2 separate regions of the Capra hircus genome follow, and region 1 is linked to region 2. The links are chromatin contacts, called in public Hi-C maps. All regions are on one chromosome and are shown on one strand. The core of a region is the stretch at or near the end of the contact, and the rest is flanking DNA. Distances in the headings are between cores, read along the strand shown. Region 1 overlaps DNAJC18 (dnaJ homolog subfamily C member 18). Region 2 has its middle 19 kb from the start of TMEM173.

Region 1 (3,204 bases), core at 263-2,762, 69 kb after region 2:
TAAAAAAAAACTCAGAAAAGGAGATCAAATTTCTGGTTACCAAAGGTGGAAGAGAGAGGGAGGGGGAATTGAAGGAAGATGGTCAAAGGTGCAAACTAATAGTTGTAAGAGAAATATTAGTAAATATGATGTATGTCACATACAATACAGTGTTATAGTAGTGAACACTGCGGTATGATAGGAAATGATAGAAAAGTTAAAGAGACTAAGTAATAAGAGTTCTCATCACAAGGAAAAATTTTTTCCTGTATCCTCGTCTTTTTTTTTTTTTTGGTCTTTATTTTCTTTTTATTGTATCTGTATGAGAAGACAGACGTTAGCAGATTACCTATTAGACATATTAGACCTTGTGGTAATCATTTCACAATATATGTAAACCCATCATGATATATGTCTTAAATTTAAAGCGGGAGAAAGAAAAGAGGGAGATGACTCATTTAAGAGAATAAAGTAAATATGCTGAGACTGAATCCACTTGAACATGCTCATAGAGTAGCGACAATGACAACATTGCACTTACTGCTTTGCTTGGGAAATAATGAATGTTGTTGTGTTAGAAATGGTATCTGCATCTATGAAGAGGTGAGTGTGATGATGATATCAGCAAGGCCAGCGCTAAGAGTGATATTTCCAAATATAACAAGCACACCTGAGCCTCTCCTTGTTTTAGGACCTTGGGCCACACCATTTCTAGAGAAACCCAGAACCTACAGGTGCCTTACTTCGTGGATAAAAACTTTGACAAGGCCTACAGAGGTGCATCTCTGCGTGACCTGGAGAAGACGATAGAGAAGGATTACATTGATTACATCCAGACCAGTTGTTGGAAGGAGAAACAACAAAGTAAGAGGCTTAAAAGGGGCTGTTAAGCACCCTGAGGGTGCTGTGCCACCCTGAGGGATCCCCAGCGTAATGATCTCTCCTCTACTTTCTAAGCTACTTTATGTGAACACGGATAGGACAGAGCCCCATTCAGGATATTAGAAATATGATAAAGAGGGAGGCTTACGACAGGATTCGTGTGGCCAGGGCTTGAAATCTTTAGGGACTTAGGCAGTACTAGTTGCCTGCCTGTCTGTCTCTGAGTTGCTACATCTGTCTGCCTATCTGCCTTCTGTCCTTTCTTTGCCAACTGCTTTCCTACGTTTTTTCAGGCTCTCCTTCACAGCCTTGATTTGCCCTAGTTTATTTTGGTTGCCACCCTCCTATTCATTCTCCCAGCTTCCCCAACCCCACCAGTCATTGGCCCCTTTCTATGTCACAAGCTTCCTCTTTAAGTAGCTCGCTGCTTTGGTCCATGGTTTCCTAATTCCACATTTCCCAGAGGGAAATCTGATCCAGCCTAACCAAAGTTTGATAGGTTGTTGTTATTGAGTCTGGTGCCCCTTCTCTTCCCCTCCAATCAGCTGTGGCCACACAGAACAAAATTGAGTCTTACTGGAACAGGCCTTCCACACCATTTCCCTGTCTGGAGACAGCGAGGGTGATGGTGTTGGCTTACGATTTGGCTTACGACTCCAGTGAGCATTCATGGGGAGTGCTGTAACAAGGCGGCCCTGCCTCAGCCAACAGGCTCCCTTTCCTCCCACTTGAATTCCCCCCACCCACACACACACACACACACACACACACAGAGGCATTAGTAATTGTATAAAACTTGGCTTTGGTTAATCTTTAAAAAGCAAACTAACTCATTTTTAAAAACTTATCACCGGGTATTATTAAACATCTAACAGTGTCTGATAAATTTAGATCCTCAGTCACAGTGCTACTAAGCACTTGCTGACCCATCTGCATCCCAACCCCACCCCAAGTTAATCTTTCCTTCCTCTGTGTGTTTAAAGCCCTTCACTCATCCTACTGAGACAATACCATCCTCACAGTGTTTGTGTCCTCTAGGTACATGACAGCCTCCCTGCTGGACTCTGGGCTCTCTGAGGTCAAGAACCATGTCTTACTAATTTTGTGTCCCAAGCCCTTGGCACAGTCTTTGCTTCAGAACAGATGCTCAACAAATGTCTTTTGAAGAGAGGATTCTCAGGACTGGAAAAAGTGAAACTGCTGAGGGCTAGGGATCACTGAGCAGGGCTAGTGTCCTAACACTGGCCCTGAGGGACCTTGTATCCACACTCTACTCCTGTAGGGTGGAGCCCACCTGACCTCTCAGTGCCTTAGGAGCATAGTGGGCATTGACTTGGATGTAAGGGGGAACTCAGCAGGAGGAGGGGATTGCTTTTTTTTATTGGAAAAAAAACAAAAAACAAGGGGTCTGGAAGTAACCCTACTCACTGTTAAACTAGGTTTTTCTAGTTTCAAAAACCAGGAAATAATTTTAGAGCAAGATAGAGGCCTTAGACTTAAAGGCATTATAATTGATCGCCTGATCCAAATCAGGTGAAGGTCAGTGTATGGCCTAAGAGTCTCTGTTGTTTTAGGCCCTGAGAGGGTTTTGACTTTATTGCTTTATGCAAGAAATTGATGAAAATATATATTTCTTAAATCCTCCCCCCCCCCACCCCCACACACACACCGGCTAGAACTATGCAAAGAGCTCATAGTTAGGATTTCCTGGTGGCTCAGACGGTAAAGACTCTACCTGCAATTCAGGAGACCCGGTTTTGATCCCTGGGTCAGGAAGAATCCCCTGGAGAAGAAATTGGCAGCCCATTCCAGTATTCTTGCCAGGAGAATCCCATGGAGAGAGGAGCCTGGCAGGCTACATTCCATGGGGTCACAAAGAATTGGACACAGCAACTAACACTTTCACTTTCATGGAAAGGATTACACCTAAAGCGGCTTCTAGCCTTGTGTTCCTATCCTCGTGAGGCCTGCTTCCAGGGCTTTGGCACCCTCCAGGTATAATCAAGTGGGTGAGCATGACACGTGTACCCACAAGTTCCAAACCGGGGGTTATCAGCACACACCCCTTAAAAATCTATTTCTGGCATTTAAGGATGGTGGCTGTCCGGAGCCTCCACACAACCCAAGTGCCATTTGAGAACAGGCAGCATCTGCCCTCTGGATCCAACAGCAAGTGCAGCCAACGTGGTTAAATTTAGCACATGGATGGAGGTTGTAAAAATAAACCTGCTTGAGAACAAAGTTCAGTCTTGGCAAAATATCGAATGGAAACTGCTTTTAGCAAAGGTTAGCCATTGTCTTTTAAAATCTTTTGTTAATTTCTTTGCTCTGCTCTTCCTTAGA
Region 2 (3,648 bases), core at 764-3,263:
AGGCTTACTCCTAAAATAACACTTATTAAGTGGAATTTTGCCTGTCTGCTTCTTTGTCTGTCCCTACCCCCAATCCCCAACCAGAATGTAACCTCCTATGGTAAAGTGCCTGGCACAGAGAAGGGACTCAATAAATACTTCCTGAATCCCAAATGAATGAATATCTGGGCATATTCCAAGCTCAAGGATCTGGCATGGTGCAGGAAGAGAGAAGAGCAACCAAGAATAAACTGGCCCTGAAGATGGAGAAGTGGAAGTATCCAGGGGTTAGGAAGTAGGGGTCCTTCCAGTTCTCCTCACGCTGCTACTCAGAGGGGTCTGATTAAGGGCACAACCACCTCCCCAGGATGCCAAGGAGAACCTATATTGGTGGACCAGATTTCTTCTTGTGGCCTTAAGAACCCACCCCTGCTCTTCTGCTGGGGGTTTTGAGTCCCCCCCTGTCCCTGTGCCACCCAGGGGAGCTGGGGGTGGCATCTTGGCACACCAGCAGTACTTTGTCTCTCTTGGCTTTTTGATCCATCAGAAAAATCTCAAACCCAGTTCAGACAAGTGACTCATTACAGCTTTAAGGGATGAAAGCTGCTAAGCCAGGCTCCGATAGCAGCACGTAGAGAAGATGCTAAGAGAAACCAGTCAGCAGATGCCCTCTAGAGCCAAAAAGAGGTCTTCTCTGTGTCCTGGGGCTTCTCTGGACATAGAATCAAGGTATTCTGCCCTCTGTGCTCAAGGATGTCTTCATCTAGTTGTGGGAAGGACTTGAACTGGGCCTTAATTACAGCAGCAATAACAGCTGTCATTCTTACTGAATGCTTATGTGTGTGCATGCTAAGTTGCTTCAGTCGTGTCCGACTCTGTGCGACCCTATGGACTGCAGTCTGCCAGGCTCCTCTGTCCATGGGATTCTCCAGGCAAGAATACTGGAGTGGTTGCCATGACCTCCTCCAGGGGATAAACCCAACCAGGTTTGTCCCTAACCCAGGGATCAAACCCACCTGTGTTAAGTCTAACCTGCATTGGCAGGAGAGTTCTTTACTACTAATGCCACCTGGGAAGCCCATTGAATGCTTACCCTGTGCCAAACATTGTTCCAAGCATTTGGCTAGCAGCCTCTCTCACACCTCAAACAATCCCTTTGCAGATTAGGAAACTGAAGCTCAGGGAGGTTAAGCCCATTCATACAGTGGAAGGGATGCATATAAAGCAGAGTGGTTGAGAGGAGGGCTCTTGGTGGGTTGGGAGGTGATGCACACTCATTTCTTCAGTTGAAAGGAAAGGCACGTGCTGGGGGTGGGGGCGTGTCATAAGGTAACGGGAAAGCCCTGCTTGCCAGGCTAAGGTGCTTGTTGTAATTGCTCCTCTAGGCTCCATACCAACTGTTCCTTTCCCCTGTTTCTATGTTAGGTGGTCAAATGCTATGATTTGACCTAAGGAACTGGACCTGGGAGTCCTGGCCCTACTACATTCTGGCTGTGGGACCTTAAGCAGGTTCCTGCCCTCTCTGTGCCTCATTGTCCTTGCCCTGAAAGGAGGTTTATTCGGGAAGTTCCAAATCAGCCCATGGGTCTCTATTCACAGCTTCATAGGACAATTAAGCTTAGATGCAGGAGCAACTTTTATTAATAATTAACTTAAGCCTTTTCCCAAAATAGACCCTTCCCCTACCTCATATGTTCCCCTAGGACACAGGACAGGCACAGAGGAGGGAGGCAAAAGAGAGAGCAGAGACCGTTTTGTCTGCACTTCTCTGAGTGGATGAATTGTCTGGCCCCCTCCTGTAGTCCAGGTTGGTCCACCTGCTTAGATCACCAGATCAAACAGAGACAATATCTCTTCTTCCTCTTTACTGCCTGTGTTCATTCATCCATCCATTCCTCAAAAGCCAGGCCTCCTCCAGTCCAAGCACAGTATAGGACAGCTATGAAGCAGATGGACAGGACAGGTAGATGATGGGGTTGCTTTTGTCTTAGTCCAGCTGGCCACCAGGTGTCACCAGTGCCAGCCACACAGCCTCCCTCAGGCCTGAGAAGGAAAGTGGGGCTGGGATGGGGAAGTGTGAACCAATGAAAACACCCAGCTCTGCTCAGCCAGCCTGGATCAGAAGCAAGTTCCTCAAGTGCAAAAATAATCCACTTCCTTGCCCCTCCCCCACCAGAAAGACACCCTCATGATTTCCCCAGCAGCCCAGCTTGCTTGGGATATTGGGAACTCATAACCTCTGCTCAGTCTGGAATTCTCTCTACAACCCATCCCTCACAGTGAGCCCACCAGACTTCTTGTAAACCCTTTTGGTGACCACTGGTTACCACTTTGCAGGTGAGACAGGCTGGACTCTGGGACCCTTTACTGCAGTTCCTACACCTGGACAAACTTCTCCTTGAGCAACAGAATATCAAGAAACTATAAGGGACTGAAAATAACTGTGTGCACCTGCAGCTGGGGCAAATTGTGAACAAGATACAAAATCCAACTGCCACTTCTGGGGTTCAGGGAGCAAAAGCAGGGTACTGTGAATGATCCCTGCACATGGAGCCACCCAGGGGGTGGGCAGACCACTTAAGCCGGTGGGCCCCAACCTTTTTGGCACCAGGGATCAGTTTTGTGGAAGACAACATTTCCAGGACCGGAGATGGGGGATGGCTTTGGAATGATTCAAGCATATTACATTTATTGTGTACTTTATTTCTATTATTATTATATCAGCTCCACCTCAGATCATCAGGCATTAGATCCTGGAGGTTGGGGACCCTCAACCTAAGCCATCCCTCTGGCCTGACCCACAAATTTGCCCATACCTTTACTTTATTTAAGGGACCAGCTGCCTCCCCACCTCCCCACTACCTCACCTTCCCCTTCCTCATTCCCTCTTACCCCCTCATTCCCATCCACTACCACCCCCCACACCCTCCCCGACCCCAACCAAGGGGAGCAAGCAAGACAATCTATTACTTGTTTTCACTCCCTCCTGCTGTAGCATCGGTCCCAGTAAAGCTTTGTCTGCATTTTTCCTCTGGCCTCTTATCAATTTCTATCAATTAAAGATTCTAAGAACCGGGGTCAGTAACACAGGCAGCCTTTATTATTAGAAGATCCTTCCTGACTTAGAACCAAAACTTGACAATCACTTTGTCCTTGTTTTGCCTTCTATAGGCCAGAAGAAGAGAGCTGTTTGGCTGCATACAGCACTTCAGGCATTTGAAGAGATTTCTCAGGTCTCCTGAGTTTATTTGTTCATTATTAATGTCTATATACAGAGAATTTGCTGTGTGACAGACCTCAGGGCCACAGCAGAGAACAAGCCAAATTGAGACCTGTCCTCCCACAGCTTTTTGTCTGTCCAAGAAACCAACAACCAAACCAGCAGAAATGATAAATATTGCACAAGGCCAGATAGAGGATATTTGGTCTCACATGGAACAGGAGGCAAGGCTCTCACCCAGTCTGGTGGCTGGGAAGACTTCCTGAGATCTCCCTGTGGTCAGGCAAAGGGTGAGCAACTTCAGTGCCATTCAGTATCAAACTTTTTCTGTTGGCTGTGCTGGGTCTTCATTGCAGCACACAGTTGCTGTACATGAGGTTTCTCTAGTTGCAGCGAGCAGGGGCTGCTCTCTAGCTGTTGCTCAGTAGTTACCGTATGTGGGCTCTAGA

The links. A called contact is a pair of places that touch in the nucleus more often than the background predicts.
Region 1: a Hi-C map of liver shows a contact between it and region 2, with 3 times the contacts expected there. The contact joins two enhancer-like sites. A contact is called at or near these places in 3 of 5 Hi-C or Micro-C datasets (blood and liver).

The regions. Positions count from the first base shown.
Region 1 is chr7:59,808,254-59,811,457 of ARS1.2, forward strand. DNAJC18 (dnaJ homolog subfamily C member 18) reads left to right here. Exons shown (of 7, transcript XM_018050306.1): 6 at 671-843. Among named protein-coding and RNA genes, the nearest start is that of SPATA24, 12 kb to the right of the region's middle. Within about 2 kb of position 1,513, at least 2 of the 5 cell types and tissues checked have an H3K27ac peak or open chromatin away from gene starts, as enhancers often do.
Region 2 is chr7:59,738,973-59,742,620 of ARS1.2, forward strand. No RefSeq gene overlaps it. Among named protein-coding and RNA genes, the nearest start is that of TMEM173, 19 kb to the right of the region's middle. Within about 2 kb of position 2,014, at least 1 of the 5 cell types and tissues checked has an H3K27ac peak or open chromatin away from gene starts, as enhancers often do.